Regions from separate parts of the Anser cygnoides genome. Here region 2 is linked to region 1. Evidence: chromatin contacts called from public Hi-C data. All regions are on one chromosome and are shown on one strand. Each heading gives the region's core, a stretch centred on a gene start, on an enhancer-like site or on the middle of the called end of the contact. The rest is flanking DNA. Distances are from core to core; before and after follow the strand shown. Region 1 holds the start of SWT1 (SWT1 RNA endoribonuclease homolog). Region 2 holds the start of EDEM3 (ER degradation enhancing alpha-mannosidase like protein 3).

Region 1 (4,432 bases), core at 601-3,100:
AGAATCTACATACAATTTTAGTCATTGCTTTGAATCTCATTGGTTAAGAGGAAATACCCAAGAGTCGCTTGTTAAAATATTGCAACTAATCATAAGTTATATATATATATATGAGCCAAGATAATGAACAACCCAGGAAAATGGTAGTAGTTTTGGTTACAGATTTCAGCTCTGCATTCCTCACCAGGAAGTTACGCTTAAAAAAAACAACTCACAACTTCCGACACGTATTCCACCCAGAGGCTCTAGAGAAAAACATATACCAGCTACCTGACTAGAACTTAGTAATTATCTGACAAATTCAGTCCTCCTGTTTTTAGTGGTCCTACCTTTCATTGTAAAGTTTGATTCATCCTTCCATAACAAAACTGCTAAATAATTCGTGTTCCTCCCTTGAACATGGGCATATGATTAAAAAAAAAAAATTAATACAACTATTCCTACTTTGTCATCCTGGCCATCCAAACTGTCCTCCTTTCCAGTTAATTTCTTCAGTTTCTTTTTAGGCATCTTCAAACCCTAAGGGAAAAAAAATAAGTGTTAGTATTATTATTTACTTCAAATTTTAACCCTTACTGGTATAGAAATAATTTAACTTCATTATGAAAAAAAAACAACTTTGTTTTCTCTTCCAAGTACGAGCCACAGCAAATTTGAACAGTGTTGACAATCCATATCTCACTGACAAAACTACCCAGAAGAAAGGGTGGCCATTCCTTACTCTACTATCTGCTTCCGAGATGTAGATTTTCTACTAGTAAACATACCAGATGAGCAGAGGCTAACACCCTTTTATAGCCTTTATTATAACAGTGAACTTCTAAAGCAGTTCCAACTCTAATTCTTGCCTTAGACTCCCCCCTTCCCAGGAAGGAAGATGTTATACGACACAGGGCCCTTTGGATGCTGAGCGACAAAACTACACGTGAAGCAATACCAAATTTGCCATGACTTACTACAGAATTGAAATACTAGTTTTTGCCAATGATAAGCAAAGAGCAGAACTGGATGACAGAGAGGAACAGTAAGCAGTTGCTAAAGCTCAAGTCAGTTAGGTCTCTCACCGTAAAGAGACTAACAGGGAAATCTGCTCCACAAACAAGTCTCACCCTGCTGTCACACCAGGACAATGCCTTCGCCAGGCTGCCCCCCTGGTCCAGCCGCCCAAGGAACACAATTAGTGCTCCCTCAAACCGTGTATTTAACGCAGGCTGAGCCTGGGAGACCTCCCTGCTCCCTGGTGAGCTTGTCACCTCATTACTTCTGCCCCAAACCTGGACGTGCTGCCTCTCCGACCGTGCCTCGCCCCAGCTCGACGCGCCCCATGCGAGCAGCGCAGCGAGGAGCTGGACGAGCCTCGTGCCTGGCGCGGCGCTCTGGGGGCACAAGCCGCTCACCCCCGCCGACGAGGCCAGCGGCGGGCGTGGAGGGCCGTAGGAAAGCTTCACCGCCCGCTCCCAGACCCCGCAGCCGGCTTCCCGAAGCACCGGCCAGCCGCCGGCGGAGCGGTGCCGCAGCAACTGTTGAAGTAACCGCGGCCGGAGCCTCCCCTTAGCTGAGGCCCAGCAAGTCCCGGCAGCGCCTGCCCCGGCGCTCGGGGCACGAACCGGGCGGCCTCCCCCCGGCCCCGGCCCCGGCCCCGGCCCCGGCCCCGGCCCCGGCCCCGGCCCCGGCCCCGGCCCCGCCTCGCACCCACCGCCCCGCCGGCGTCGCAACGGCTCGGCTCGGCGCGGGGCGCCTCAGCCCCTCGCCCCGCTCCGGCCCAGAAAGCGACCGCTCCCTGCTCCTCGCTCCTCCTCCCCCCGTCCTTCCCCCGCCGCGCAGGGCCCGGCCCGCGGCCCAGCGGCGCTCTGGGAAGTGTAGGCGGCGCTCGGCACCTCCCCGCCCGCCCCGCCGTCGCCGCGCCCCCCGCCCGCCTCCGTCCCTGCCTCCCTGCGAGGCGCGGGGATCTCGGTCCGGCCTCTGCTCGCCTGCCGCACGCCCCCGGAGAAGATGGCAGCGGAGGAGGCCGCGGAGGCCGCGCTGGCTCAGCTGCCCCCCGAGCGGGAGCGGGACGAGGAGGAGGAGGAGGACGAGGAGGAAGAGGAGGAGGACGAGGAGCGGAGCCCCGGGGGCGGCGGCGAGGCCGCGGCGCTCAGTAAGGGCCGCGCGGGGGGAGGGCGCGGGCAGCGGCTCCCGGCGGGCGCTGAGGGGGCGGCCGCCATGTGGCGCCGCGGCGTGAGGGGCGATCGCTGCGGAGCGCGGCCGCAGCGCCGAGCCGGGGCCGGTAACAAAGAGCGGCGCTCGGCCGTGCCAGCCCGCCGCCCCGGGCAGCCGCTGAAGGTGCGAGAAACGGGCTGCGGGGTGCCCGGTCACCGGCGGTGCGGGCTCTTTTCCTGTGGTAGCGTTAGCAGCCGCCTCGCAGCACGTGCGGCCGCGTGCAGGCCTGTTTCTTCTTACAGCTCTCTCACCAAAAAAATCTTAGTTTTGTCTCTTCCGTTAATAAGCTGCGTAGAAACCGTCACCAGGCACCACGTAACTCTTTAATAGATGAGTAGGCAGGACATCGAAGTATGTCTCAGGTGAGTTTTCAGCTTTAAAAATAGATCTGTGAGAAATACAGCGATACTCTGAGTTGCAGGGCTGGTCTGGATCTGATTCAAGGTACTTGGAAGAATTTTGCTCTGCGCTTTCTCCATTTTTCTAAACTATTTTTCTCTGATCTCTGTCTTCAGGTGTTCATTCCTCTTTTTATTTCTTTGTAATAGGCAAGATCCGTGTCAAACTGCAATGTTTAAAAGCAAACAGACAAGACAAAGCAAGGGAGACTTAAGAACTGCTGTAAGATCTATTCGGGCCTTACCCTGTCTGTAGTAGTGGCCAGAAGTAGATGACTGGGGGAAGAACAGAGCAACCAGCCGACCATCAACGCATTCTCCAGAAATACTTTCAAACACAAAACACCTTGTGGCTCATCATTTTCTTGAGCCAAAGGTAGCGCTTTGGGGTTTAAAAGCCTGTTATGGATTTCTCTGCAGTATAATTCTTTCTTTGGCACTCACAGACTTGCAGCAGCCAGTGGCAGGGAGGTCTGCAGCATAGCAGTAGGTTATACAGAAAACTTCTGCTCTGATTTTCCATCTGCTCTTTCCATTTGGTCCATCCCAGGTTCTGCTGGAGCACTGCTGATGTCTGTGCTCCCTCTGTGTCTCATGACTTTATGGATGTTATGTACGGGCTGAAAAGTCATAGCCTGTTCTGTTGTTTCTCCATGGCTAAGAACCTATGCCATAAATCTGTTGTTTCTTGTCACCATTTTTTGGAACTTTGCTGGTTCTGTGTCCCTTTTGAGCTTGGGGGATATGTGGCAATACTGTTCAATACGCAGGCTTTCTGCATTTTTTCCTAGAACTTCCTTATGCTGGGTTTTGGAGAGGATTTATACCTGTTCTTTCAATCAAAATTGTTTAAAACCCTAAGATTGTAATCCTGATGATGCTCAGCTCAGAGCCCATCCATTCGTTCCATTCATATGTGAAATGAAGATTATTTTTCTCCCATGTCCACCACTTCTCTTTGTTTGTTTCATTGCCCACTCAAATGCCTTTTTCCAGATTGTTCAACTAGTCATAAACAGTTCTAAACTTCTGCTTTTAAACTTTATTTATCACTACTCTATGGTTAAACATATTTGGACTTCCTGCTTGCCTGCCTTGTCTTGTGTTGCATTTTGCCAGAAAATAACATGCAAATATTATTTTATTAACTTCAAACATCTGATAATACAGATGGGTGAATGGTTTCTTCCGTGGATTCCAAGGATAAGCAATAATCATTCTGATGTTATTCTCAGTAGTGATTATACAATTTTTCTCCTTCATAGTTGTTAGTCACATTTGCTGGTAGAAGCGCCAAATTACTGCAAGCAAGTGAACTCAGTTGTATAATTCAAGCATATCAATGACAATTTTACTGTTGATTTTTTTGTTTCGTTTGCTTGATTTTCTTAAGATGGTGTGATCGACCCTGGAATGGTGAAAAGCAACAACCTGGGTGTGAAAGTTGCTGAGTCAGAAGTGGAAACCAAAGAAAAAGGAACTGAGGAAGAATCCACAAGGGAGTCTGAAAGTAACATTTTGGATGTTTCGTCGGATTATCCAAGAGGTTTGCTAACAAACGATAAGAATATTTGTGTTGTGTGCTTGAGCAAAGGAGGAAAAAAGTAAAAATAGCGGGAAAGAAAGGTAAAGGGAATGTGTGAAATTTCATTTTTAATACATCTGATAGGTATCAATGCTTTTTCCCGTGCAGATGCGTACTAAAATTTGTAGATGCCACTTCAGAATTTGTGCATAATACAGTGGCAAAAGAGAAACCGTTATGTTGGATGACGTATAATCTGCGTCAGGGTCTGATGCTAGAAGCACCACAGAGAGCAGCGAAAATTGTATCC
Region 2 (4,559 bases), core at 494-2,993, 140 kb after region 1:
CTGACTCTTTCTGAATAAATGTAAGACTGTACAGGACAGCAAGATTAATAATAATCACAGTAAGTAAAGGACTGAGGGATCTGCATTGATAAAGACATGGGAAGAAATAACAAACTCCAGAGAGCATAATATTTGTTGGCATTTAACAACCTGTGTAAAGTCTGTTATTTAATGCTATCAAAATCTGCTATAATACTAACAGAGAATGGATACTAGAGGAATAGGCAAATATTACTGCCTAAGTATGGAACATGTTGAGTAACTCGACAGAGTGGAGTGTCACTGTTGTAAAATAAATGCAACTCCTATTTATTCCAGAAGCTGTAGTGCGGTGTACAAACATTAATGTCACATATGTTTTCCTTGCAAAAGTACTTTTGAATAGTTTCCTCCTTCATGCAAAATTGCTTAGTTATTTCACTGTCAGCTTTTTCTTTCCTTTTTTTTTTTCTTTTTGGTAACAAATCATTAGCTATTTCTAATTGGTACTAAACATTAAGTGACTTCAAATTTATAACGTGCTTTAGAGTTGGGCAGTGGCAGTCTCTTTTAGCAATGTCATGGAATAGGGGGCATGAAGTTTTTCTACGAAGATGCGTACAAAAGAGGATGGCAAGATGGTGACGGTTACTCTGCAAAAACGGCTGTGTTCTGCAAAAGCTGTTTATGACTAACATGGATTAGAGACATCTGTACATACACAGTACAAAAAATATACTTGGCATTAACACTCCCATCAAAGCCATTTTTGAGTTATTCCTATGGCAGGCTTAGATCAGGGTCATGTTTTCCTGTAGGTATTCGAGCACGGTGGTGTTGAATGCAGGCGCTCAGCGCGCTTGTTCTTCACAAGTAGGATGCGAAACGGCAGCAAAGACTTGTCCCCAGCATCTCCCTGTCGGCAGATTTGTACTGAAATTCAGCACTTCACGGGCATCTTTTGTCTTTGCGTATGTTTTCTGACACGCCGTGGTGCTTGCAGAGGGACGGACGGAGAGCGGCGTTCTTCACGCCTCTAACGAGGCCTTGGGATAACAACGGGGTGTGGGGATCGGGTCGCGGTGACAGGAACGCCGAGGCCCGCGACCCGCACGGTTTCACCGGGCCGCTGCGGGTACAAGAAGCCACCGGTCGGTGCTTCTGGCCCGTGTCTGCAAGGAGCTCCTGCCCGTGCCGGGCCCGGCTGCTGTGGGGAGCCCTGCCGGGCCCGGCACGGCGGCAGCGGGCACGCCGCTCTGCGCGACGCCGGTGACGGGAACAAATCCCGCCCCGCCCTTCCGCGGCCAGCGGGGCCGGTTCGGGGCCGGGTCACAGCGCGGGGCGCTGCCGGGTCAAACACGGGGGCTCTGGGCGGCTCCGCGGGCTGAGGGCTGCGCCGCGGGCCCGCCCCGCGCCTTTACGCCCGGCGTCCGCGGGCGCCGCCGGACTCGAACGCGAAGCGAGCGAAGGTGCGGCGGCAGCGGGCGCACCGCCGGCTCCGCGCGACGGCGCCGAACTACACCTCCCGGCGAGCGCGCGGCAGCCGCCCGCTGCGGAGCGGCGGCGGAGCGCGCGCGAGGCACGCCGGGAGCTGTAGTCCGGCCGCGCCGCGCCGCGCCCCCGCCTCCCCCCATCCTTTTGTCCACGTCGCCTCTCGCGCCTGCCGCGGTCACGTGGCCCCCGGCGCCCTCGCGCCGCCGCGGCCCGCTCCCATTGGCCCGCCGGGGCGGGGCCGAACCCGGAAGCGGCGGCGCGAGGCCGTTCCCTTGGCTACGCCGCGGGAGGGCCGGGCCGGGCCGGGCCCCGCCGCCGGGAGCCGCGGCCGCCGCGCCGCCAGGGGCGGGATGGGCCGGGGCCGGGCCTGGGCCTAGCGGCAGCGGGCGGGCGGCCGCGGCCATGAGCGGAGCTGCGGGCTGCCGGGGCGGCGGCGGCGGCGGCGGCGGCGAGCGGGGGCCTCGCTGGAGGAGGCCGTGGAGGCTGCTGGCGCTCGGCCTCCTCTCCGCCTCCTCCGTGCTGGCGGCCGCGCCGGGAGCCGGGGCCATGAGCAAGGAGGAGAAGCGGCGGCTGGGGTGAGCCGGGGCGGGGCGGGGAGGGGGCGGCGGGGACGGGGCCGCGGCCTCTGGCGGGTCCTGCCGGCGGCCCCTGGCCGGCTCCAGCCCTCCGCCGGGCGCTGGAGCCGCGGCCTCGGGGGTTGCGGCCGCCGCCCGGGTGCCGCGGGTCCAGGCGGGCGGAGGTGAGCGTCCCTCCGCGGGCCGGCCGGCGGGCGCCTCGCGGCCGCACCTGGGGAACGCGGCTGGGGGGGGGGTAATAAAAAGGAGACCTCGGCGCGTGTTTCTGCCCGCTTCCGTTGCTGAAGGCGAATCGCAGCGCTCCCTGTTCCCTAGCGTAGCCCAGGTTAGGAAGGACCCCCGAGGGGGGTCGCCGAGCCCAACTCCTGGCTCCACTTGGGGCCCCTTGCAAACAGACGCTGTGTCTGAGAGCCGTGCCCAAACGCTTCCCGAGCTCCCGCGGGCTCGGGGGCTGTGACCGCTGCTCTGGGCAGCCTGTGCCGGCGCCCAGCCTGCCCCAGTCTGTGCTGTAAAGCAACCTTAATAAAACTCTGTGCAAGAGGCCCAGAACGTGTCTCAATCAAAGCGCAGATAACGAAACCAAAGGAAATCACAACTGGAAGCTTGTCTTCACGTTTATATTTGTGTGAGTCCTTTAGTAAGGCACAGTAAGTTTAGATGGGTCATCTCGTCCTGTGAACCTTGACATTCTACAGTAGAATCATAGATTCTTTTGTATACGTGTAAGAAGCTGATTTGCTTTTAACATGGTTTTCAGTTGTATGATAAAGACTACAATGTAGGTGGCAATGTATTGCACTGCATGAAGTACTTGGTTTTTTTAGACAGACCTTTAATCAAGCTCAGCATGATCTTATTGCCAGGGCAGCTTCATCGTCATCGTGTTCACATCAGCTGGTCACCTGCAGAGAATAATGATGCAAAATGTGCGGGGAAAGCACTGTGGAGACTTCCAGTTATTAATCACTGGACATAAGCTGATATTTAACTTCAGTAACGCTTATAGTTAGTTGGGCTTTGCATCTTGGGTTGTCAGGGTACATACGTTGTGTGCTTTCCTCGTGTCACCACTTAATGGGTTTAAACTTCCCCCTTTGGTTTAAATTTTTTGTGTTCGTAAATTCAACTCCGTGCACCTGCTGCCCCCGGTGTGTGCAAGCGGTCTTGCCACCGTTTGTGTCTGGGGGCTCTCAGCTGGGTGGCTTACTGGAGGTAAGCCGTGCCTCTGTTCCAGGACAAGGTCGTGTCAGTCACAGAAGTCCTTTCTGAAAGTGTCCTGTAAAAGCAAGTTGCATGTAGAGAACTAAAGGCTGTGAGAAGCTTTGTGTGTGCTAAATCACAGGTCAGCATGGTGTGCCTGGTGCAGCTGGAGCTCGTGCTCGAGTGTGGCCGCAGGTGCGGGCACTGCGGGCTGGATGAAGCCTCCAAAGTACCAGGAAAAAGCATCCTGTCCTTTCTTTTGATGGCTTGGTACACCAGATGAGTGAAAACTACTGCTTAGTTTCAAGTCATTGAACTAAATCAGTTATTTGGAGTATAATTGTGCTGTTCCTGTCTCTTGGGTTTGGTTTTATCATCGGAGACTGTGAGTTATATAGCTGTTAGCTTAGAAATTAGCATGCTCTGTTGTAAGCATGGCTAGGTACTCAGGAAAACAGTTAGGTACAAATGGAAGCGGTGCGCTCTTGGGAAGACAGCACTGTTTTATGTGGCAGTGCTGCTCACCTTGACTGCTTCTCAAACACGTACAATAAATGTATCTGTGAGGATTTTCTTTACTGTGTGCTTGCCAAGACTCCTAATTCAAGGAAGATGTGTATCTCATCACTTATCTGAATCACAGATCGGAATTTAACGCTATGTCAGTTGGTTTTAGTGGGGGAGATTACAAGACGAACATAACTCTATGTGCTGGTTTTTGCTGAGCAAGGAACGTGTCCTGTCTCTGGCTTTAACGTATTAGTGACATCTACAGCTATCGAAGAGGAAGCACAGGAGGCTGAAAGAGTCCCCACATGCCAAATACTTAATTTTGTGTTAGGCAAAGGAAAAGCCAAATAGCAGCCAGATCAGGGAAAACTGTTTGCCTTGTTTCATTTACTTGAGTAGAGTACGCTAGTAGAGGAGCTGTTCCTGAGACTGAGATTACGGTAGCACATCTTGCTGTTCTAAGATAGCATGGTAAAGGGCGTTGTGATGCAGACCACCAATGCTGTTCTTTTTAATTTTTGTTTTTGTTTTTTAGAAACCAAGTGCTGGAAATGTTTGATCATGCGTACAGCAATTATATGGTAAGGAAAATACCTGTTTGTTGAATTGTTCTTGGAATTGTTATTGCTGACCTGGAAGAGAAAGCAGGGTACAGTACTTGATGTTCTAGAGAAATAACAGGAAGGTATTGGGGGAAAATAAAGCTAAAATAAATAAGAGCATCTGTGTACCCTTTAACAGGAATTGAACAAATCTTACTTTCAGGAGGAGCGGTGTCAGGAGAGTTACAGTGGATTTCAG

The links. A called contact is a pair of places that touch in the nucleus more often than the background predicts.
Region 2: a contact with region 1 is called in a Hi-C map of liver, with 2.1 times the contacts expected there. The contact joins the promoter of EDEM3 here to the promoter of SWT1 in region 1. A contact is called at or near these places in 2 of 7 Hi-C or Micro-C datasets (granulosa cells and liver).

What each region holds. Positions count from the first base shown.
Region 1 is chr8:16,641,818-16,646,249 of Taihu_goose_T2T_genome, forward strand. SWT1 (SWT1 RNA endoribonuclease homolog) reads right to left here and starts at 1,851. Exons shown (of 19, transcript XM_067001477.1): 1 at 1,693-1,851; 2 at 445-519. The coding sequence starts at 510. It overlaps TRMT1L (tRNA methyltransferase 1 like), which reads left to right and starts at 1,943. Exons shown (of 16, transcript XM_048059239.2): 1 at 1,943-2,137; 2 at 3,991-4,143. The coding sequence starts at 1,993.
Region 2 is chr8:16,781,461-16,786,019 of Taihu_goose_T2T_genome, forward strand. It overlaps EDEM3 (ER degradation enhancing alpha-mannosidase like protein 3), which reads left to right and starts at 1,744. Exons shown (of 21, transcript XM_067001467.1): 1 at 1,744-2,048; 2 at 4,294-4,339. The coding sequence starts at 1,876. NIBAN1 (niban apoptosis regulator 1) reads left to right here. Exons shown (of 14, transcript XM_048059237.2): 14 at 1-320.